2 separate regions of the Zea mays genome follow, and region 1 is linked to region 2. Evidence: chromatin contacts called from public Hi-C data. All regions are on one chromosome and are shown on one strand. The core of a region is the stretch at or near the end of the contact, and the rest is flanking DNA. Distances in the headings are between cores, read along the strand shown.

Evidence for each region. A called contact is a pair of places that touch in the nucleus more often than the background predicts.
Region 1: a contact with region 2 is called in a Hi-C map of ear, with 2.1 times the contacts expected there. The contact joins the promoter of LOC100282912 here to the promoter of LOC100194325 in region 2. A contact is called at or near these places in 2 of 25 Hi-C or Micro-C datasets (ear and tassel).

What each region holds. Positions count from the first base shown.
Region 1 is chr6:7,634,647-7,638,685 of Zm-B73-REFERENCE-NAM-5.0, reverse strand. It overlaps LOC100282912, which reads right to left and starts at 2,403. Exons shown (of 10, transcript NM_001155818.1): 1 at 2,281-2,403; 2 at 1,858-2,080; 3 at 1,484-1,562; 4 at 895-993; 5 at 680-793; 6 at 112-269. The coding sequence starts at 1,958.
Region 2 is chr6:7,262,404-7,266,461 of Zm-B73-REFERENCE-NAM-5.0, reverse strand. It overlaps LOC100194325 (chromatin assembly factor 1 subunit B), which reads right to left and starts at 2,059. Exons shown (of 13, transcript NM_001139363.1): 1 at 1,697-2,059; 2 at 1,437-1,551; 3 at 1,286-1,312; 4 at 1,019-1,091; 5 at 794-897; 6 at 491-705; 7 at 300-399; 8 at 85-151. The coding sequence starts at 1,810.

The DNA of each region.
Region 1 (4,039 bases), core at 1,154-3,653, 370 kb before region 2:
CATACAAACCAAAAGGAATAGAGGCACCAAAATTTCAAAAAAAAAAAAAACTCGAGATGATTGAAATGTACCACACAGTTCAAGATTAGCATTTCAATGCCAAGAAAGTACCTTGCATCAGGAACAGGCTGAGTGTGCACTTCCTGTTGAGCTTCAGTCAAACGGGTCGATAAACTTTCATTATTTGGTTCTGTTCTCGTTTCTGGGACTGGCACTTCTGCTCGTGTGACAAGAACATTTGGCCGATTTGAAAATTGCACACCAGCAGACTATGGAGGCAAGATAAATGATAGCTTCAGCTATATATCATAATAAACACTGCAAGAACCAAAAACAGCTACTTTCTATTGTAAGCTAACAACAAAATAATATGTTCAAGAGAAGGAATGTGCTGCAGATATTGGAGCCATAGAAGTGGTTAAGGAATAAATCTTGCAACCACCAAGCAAACAACAGCACCACAGAAGTATGTACAACATTTTTATGAGTCTTCACATATTTATAAATAAATTGACAAACAATTTGCACATGTGTTTCAGTTGAGCAGGAAAAAAACATCTAGTAAAAGGAATAAATGCACCAACAGTTAAACATAGCGCTACCAAAATTCTCAACACAAATACATGGGAATAAACAAAGGGAATCAAGGAAAATTCTCAGCTGCAAATATGATACCTACCACCAACTCATAGTATGCCTCATAGTACTGAGGGAACCTTGCTTTAGCTCCACCAAGGGATGTTTGTGTTGCATCTAACAGAAGAAATATTTTTTCTCGAACTGGTAAATCCGTCTGCAACCAAGATAGTGTGTTACGTCAAGACCAATTGGTGAAGTTCCAAATGAGAACAGGTTTCACAATTGCCATAATAAATTCAGTGAAAAATAAGTTACCTTTTTCTTCACTATCTTCACAAGTATTGGAAGAAGGCCATTATCAATGACCTGCCTATGGACAGGCTCTCCGCAATTATTCAGAAGCATCTCCAATAGCTGAATCAAATAGAAGTGAATCTGAATCAAGACTATAGCTTAACCATAAAAACACATTCGCACATTATGTAATGTGAGCTAATTAATTTAAAAACATATGAGAAATGATAGGCCATTTAGGTACAGTGACATCAGGACCAAGACCTAAAATAAGAGTTTAAAAAAATCAAGACATAAATAAAGCAAAGAATCATCCCAGCAGACAAGAAAACGTGTGAAGTACTTCCATGCCCCCTTTTACATCAAATGAGCAGTAAACATTAGCAAGAGTGGCTCTTTTTTCCTTCGTCGACTTTTCCATTGTGGGTGGCTGCGTGAGCAAAAAGTACAGGTCGCCATTCCTTCTTTACATGTCTATGATCCATGATCAAATAAAGAACAAATATGTTCCTGTGTCTATCATAGTCATCTAGATAACTATAGCGCGCCAGTTGAATAGTTGATGGTGGAATCAGGATCCAGGAGGGCTGCTTCTGTGAAAACAACTCACCATAACAGCAAAGAGTTGAGTGGTCTTGCTCCTGCTCCCTATACACTTCTTTACAGACTTGATCACATCCTTCGCTTTCCTGGTGGCAGTGACAGGAAACAGAAAATCAACACATCATTCAAGTGAACAAAAAAAAACCCACCCTTTTCCAAATGGCAACCCACGAGCCACGACTTATGTGCAACAAGAAAAAAAATCATAGCCAACTGGCAACGAGAAACTGATATCGCTCCCAGATCGATTCTCCGGAAAGAAATCGTGACGGTAAGGGCGAATTCATCGTCACAGGCTTCAGCCAGCAAAAGTTGCAATGCTACTCGGTAACCAATGGTTCCGAAAGGGAAAAAAAACAGGAGGGGGGATGGCAAGCATACCCAGGATCCTGCGCCACGAGCTCGCAGATTTCGATGTTCTTTGCCCAATCCATCTCCTTGAGCTTGTCGCTCGTCGCCGCTTTCACCATTTCCGCAGCCATATTGTCCCCCGCGCCTCCTTCACACTGTTACGCCTTCCTCTCACTCTCGAGCAAATCCAGGCCGGCCCCGGTATTCCGCAGCCGCAAGGCGAGGAAAAGGGCGAGAAGAAATCCCCCGTCTCCTGAAACGAAGCCACTCCGAGCGTAAAGATCGCGCCTTCGAGCATAAGCCCGCAGCCTGCGAGTAAGAAGAAGAAGAAAAAAAAGAGGCATTCTGCCCGGGCCGAAAGAACCAGAGGAAGAAGAGGGAGATGCAATCTGGGGCTGAGGAGATGGCGTCGACGGGGAGCAGAAGGGGAGGGAAGCGGTAGCGCGCACCAACCTAGATCGGCAGGAGGTTACGCGCTGCTAGTGGATTTTGGCTGGCGACGGCGACTGCGACGGCCATGGCGCCGGCAAACGCGCGGTGATCCCAGCCGGGGGCGAACGCGGGCGAGGGCTCGAGGAGGGGGCAGTCTGGAAGCGAGTAGGGATTAAGGAAAGGACATGTCTTGTCTTTTTGTTTGCAGATTACACCCTGAACATTTCTGGTGTGGGCTTGTCGGTACCAATTGACCTGCCGGTAAAAAGAATCGAGTCCGAGCTCGGTCCATCCATTCACCGGCGCCTGCAGCAGGGAGGCTGGGGATGGAAAAGTTGACCGACGACCATCTGGAACCGCTCCATTACCGAAGTATATGGAAAAAGCACAGGGTCCTATGCGCAAAACAACGCGGGGCAACCAAAAAAAAGGCGAGCGGGGCAGGCAGCACAGCAGAGGAGAAAGGAGGGAGGAGGGGAGCGGCGTGTGCGTTCCGCTCACCGCTGGGCCCCACCAGGTCCACGCCGCCCGACACGGCGTGTACCCTCCACGTGGGGCCGACCGACGCGTCCGGTGGGTGGTGGTGTGGGGTTGGGGTGGAGGGCCCTGGGCCCAGCGGCGAGTGGCCCGCGGGGGCGGCACGTGGGTTGGCCTGGCCCGGCGCCGCGCTAGTGCTAGCCTGGGCGCGACTGCTTTTGGCGGCGTGCGCGGACACGCGGGTTTGGGACGCTGGCTGGTGGGGGCCCGGCGCGCGTGAGCCCACGTGGAAGTGATGTGTGGTTAGGAGTCGTGTGAATTGTGAGGTTTTCAGTGGCACTAGGAGGAGTCGTCTCTAAATTGAGTCGTTGACGTTGCTACTACCAGTTCCAGATTGGATTGGTAGTGAAGAAAACACATGTACGACCGGCTAGCCGAGCCACTTTAGTCCACCATTAGTCAAGTCATGCTAGTACTTGTTTGACACTTGTCGGTGTAGATTGTATTGCTCGATGCTGCAAGATCTGTGTGAAATGGATTAGTACCGAGAAAACAAGAAAGAAAGAGAGCTGTCAGTAAGATTGTCACTTCATGGCTTGCCAGATGATAACAGCCAGCCTGATATGCAGTGATACTAGCGGCAGCAGAGCACTACTGACGATGATCACCGGCCAATGGTAAAAAAGACTGACTCCAGACAGACACTGAGACGGTTGTGTAGTACTGTCAGTAAAATCACCTGACATCAACAATGACAGGCCATGGAATTGGAGTACTTGTCAGGTATGCTGGTTCATTAAGGAGGTCAGAATGGTGCAGCAACCTTTCTCTGCCCGAGGAATTAATGCTACGGTATCATCATCATCATATGTAAACAGGTGATGCCGTGGTCAAAAAATATATTTCATTGCGTCTTCTATATATCGATCTATCTCCAACCTTTTTGTTTATTAAATGATGTAAATAACGAGCTGAGAACCAATATGTAACGTCGATTTACAATTTTAAACCCCAAATTCATTTTATGGGCCTCAAACAATGCGGCTTTCGGCCCAGCACCAACTCTGGCATGAGGGCCGTCGTTACCGTGGGCCCAGAAGTTTCAGGCTGCCCCCTTCGGCTCACCGCTCACGGCCGCAGCAAGTCGTTTCTGCCTTTTTCTAAACTACTAGTCGATCAAAAAAATTTCAAGATTTTTTATTGATTGTCTCCATTCTCTGTATAATATATTTTTTGATTTGGCTAACTGATGTTATTGTTTACTTCATACAAATATGTCTTGGTACAACACGGCCAATGAAGT
Region 2 (4,058 bases), core at 810-3,309:
TGTTGAGCTTGACCATATTGGTCCCTTTCTTCGCATGTCAAGAACGGAGAACACATTGGTTGCTTCAAGTAGTATATCGGCTACCTTGAGAGGTCACGCCTGGACATTACATAAGCTGTATTAATCACCTCGGAGGAGTGTTTAGAAAGGCCTGATGAAGATAGGGGAAAAAATCTGTTCAGAGGCTTATGGTGATAGAGAATTTGCTGAAAATAAACATGCAACCAGTGAACAAACTTTGAAGCTTAAGAAACAAGAGCTTAACTATCAGTAAACACTAATGCAAAAACAACATATACCTGCTGGCAATACTAGAAAAGATCCATCAGGTGACCATGCCAACCTTCGGAAGAAAGATGGTAGTGTCTCATCATGAAACAAATGAGATTTGGTTGGTGGCTGCAAGACAAAAAGGATTATATATTGCTATGTTAAACTCAGCATGCATTCATTCAGATGCTGTAGCAATGAGTGGAGAGCAAAAACCCACCTTAGATTCATCATGATTCTGGTATTCTACCTTCACTAGTGTATGCTGGCAAACAAAGTTCAACCTCTCCGCGTTCTTGGATTTGCCCTGAGGCTTTTTTGCATATATTTTACAGGTTCTGTCAGAACTCAGTGAAGCAATATACTGGCCCAAAGGATCCCATGCCACACCCTGAACATAATGCAGATGTCCCTCTAGCTTTTGTTGCACTGTGCCTGAGAAAAAATCGGATATCAGGCATAAAAGTTACGATAGAATTCATGCTGCTGCAAATAACGGATCGCATACTGTAGTGGGAGTCACCTTTACTAGCTTCCCAAATTATGCAAGTGTTGTCGACTGATGCAGAAACAAGAAATGTGCTGTCATGCGACCACTGAAGGTCAAGAACATCCTTGTGATGGAATCTGTGAATGAAACAAAAAAGGCAGGTTACCACTTAGCAAGCCTCCAAAGAAGTGGGCCGGTTTGCGCGGGGGGGGGGGGGGGGGGGGGGGGGGGGGGTCTATTTCAGTGAGCAGAACTCACAGTAACGTCTTGTGAATTTTCCATGCCTCGCCGTCGTCAGCGGGATGCAGTTTCCAGAGGGTGATGCCGCCACCTGTCCATCACATTATGAATCATATTGTTTCGGTGCAATGAATATTGGCCAAACTAATTAATTTCACTTTATATGATTATCAAAAGGCAACTCCATTTTACAATGATTAGCAAAAAAACTCGTTCCATTTTAGGATGGTTGGGAAAAACTAATTATGACTTGGCATATAATCCTAGATGCCAAATTGAGCGTACCATCAGCACCGGAGGCGAGATACTCCCCTGCAGCAGGAAAGAGAGTCAGTCAGTTACATATGCGCAGAGACTGAAGGAGACTTTACATGTCTCTGTTGTATGTATAGGGCTGAAAGCCAGGGACAGGACAGAAGATCAGAAATGGGTGTACCTGAAGGGGAGAACCGGAGGACGTTGACCGCGGAGCTGTGGGCGGTGGTGTTGGGGACCAGGCCGGTCTTGAAGGTGGCGGTGGGGAGCTTGCCGTCCGACGCTACCTCCCAGATCTGCGATCCCGGAACCAGTCACGGAACGAAGACGCCGAAATGGGGGAGGGGGGGGGGGGGGGGGCGGGGGGCAAATCTCGAATCAGCGAGAGATAGAGCAATGGCGGTGGAGGAGAGGAGAGGAGAGGGGCGGGTGGCAACCAACCTTGACGTCGTGGTCCGCTCCGGCTGTGGCGAGGCGGCGGGAGACGGGGTGGAAGTCGAGGCTGAGCACCGGCTGCTGGTCGTGCCAGTTGATCTGCAGCGTCCCGCCCCGCATCTTGTGGAGTGGTGGTGGATGGGGCTCCGCCGATCGGGCGTTCCACCTCAGCGGATCTCTCCTCCTCCGCTAGCGCTAGCCCGCTGCCTTCGCCTCCAATCCCCCTCTCTCTCACACACACACACTACACACTCTCTCTCTCTCTCTCTAGGGTTTGGATTGGGGGGAAGGGAAACGGCCAGCGGCGGGAAGTAGAGGGGACTGCGCGCGCGCCTCTCGCTCTGTTGCCGCGCCCTTGTAAGTTTTCTTTTGGATTCTGGCGCTGGAAGCGAGATCTGGGCCGAACCTTGAGTAGGCTAATCGGCGGCCCAGTTACTTTATGTGCGTGGGTTGGGCGGGTTTCTTAAGATTGGACGCGGTTTATGGGCCGAGCTACAGACCAAACAGGCCCAATCAGTAACTCTAGTTGACAGCAACACTAGGTGAGTGCCCGTGCGTTGCAACGAAGACATATAATACCATGATAACTTATATATAAATAGGTATGTGTCCGTGCGTTGCCACGAGGTGGGGAGCATGGAGAGCGACGTCTAGGCTACAAATATTGTATGTACCATATTGTTAGGTTTGTTCTTCAGTCCTCTCTTAGGATTCCAGTAAACGAGACATTAGCAGGCAACAACCGGTCAGAAGTCAAATCCACTAATCTTAAATTCTCAATCACATATAGGGTGGTAACGAGCTATAAATTTTACACTATAAAATTAAGGATCAGATCGGATCAGAATCATGTTTTATTTTTATTCACTTTTGAACTAAAATTAATTAAAGGGTTCAAACAAATTGTGAAAAGACATAATCCATCACCACTCCTAATCATATCTCACGAACCATCACCATTCAAGTGCAGAACGCCAAGATGGCACTTGAGGAGTGATGAGATCACAACACGTGACTCCCCGGGCCCAAAAGCCCAATAAAACCTTCTCATCACAACAAATCCCCAAATTGTCTCTAGGAATTCACCAGCAAGGGAGATTACAAACCAACACTTGGCCACATGAATGAATGCCCTCAAGGCTCTATCTGATGTAGAGTCCAAGCAAAGCAGATAAAAGTATAAGGCCATGCATTCTAGCTACAGCTAGGAAGCAAGGCACTGACCTGTTAGAATTAGAAAAATATTTAACAGCAATAAGCACAACAAATGCAGGCATCATTTTGCTTTTCAGGTACTACACCACACGGACAGAGGAAAAATAAAAAGGTTATTATACACATGATTACACCTGCAAACCTCAAATCAATCTATCACTGTTCCCTTAGCACCACAAATCATGATCAAGGATAAGTTCGATCCAAGCATCATTCTAGCTTTTTACGGATCTACAATGATTTTACACCTCATGATCATGCTCATGCTCATGCCGATACACCCAAAAATATAATTCTAAGATATTTCTAAGAAAAAAAATATGTATGTTTAGGAGAACAAATGGGGGGCTAAGGTTTTCCTGAGCTGTGTGGCTAATGACATGTATAGATGCGGGACCGATCCTTGTTTCAACACGGTTGTCCAAAGGCAAATGATTAGTTGCGAAACTGCTTAGCTACCCTGCAAAAACAGATCAACCAGTACAGAAACACGTTGTTTTAGGCCAACTGAGGAGTTCCTAGAGTTTTGCAACAAATCACCCGCTAACAAAATGGTTGTCTTTATGTCAGTTTTTGCGCATTGCGCTTCTCAACCATCTGCTGTGAATCCAAACACCCCCGGCTGGCTATTTTTGTCTCATCTAGCATGCATGCAGACAATCTATGACCCCAGGTATTGCTTGTTCATCAAGGACCATACAACCTATGTCATTAACACCAGCTGTGTAAAAAAAGCAAATAGTATTATCGAGAACGAACCACGACTGCTACCTAAGTTCAAGTAGAAAACAAGCACCAGTCATATGCCTATGTATGTAAGCGAAATTAGTAGAACTTCATTTCTACGGATATGTCAAAATCTCTTCCACCTTGACTCTAGAGCTTGAATAGCCCATGCTTCATCTTCTGTGGCGGGCACTGAAATTAGCTGGAGGCTGGAGCATGAGCAAATAGTAGGCAACAATAAGCCAGAAGTTCATTCTTTTCATAAGATCTTTGCTAAAAAATCACTGAATATTTAATCTAAAGGATCCATTTTCATGTTCTTGTAATATGTTGCTCCTAATAGAACATCTGTATATATATCTTTTGAACATTCGCTGCATCTAAGGGCATAGGGTTTACAAATTAAAGGTCTAGATTCCAGAATTCA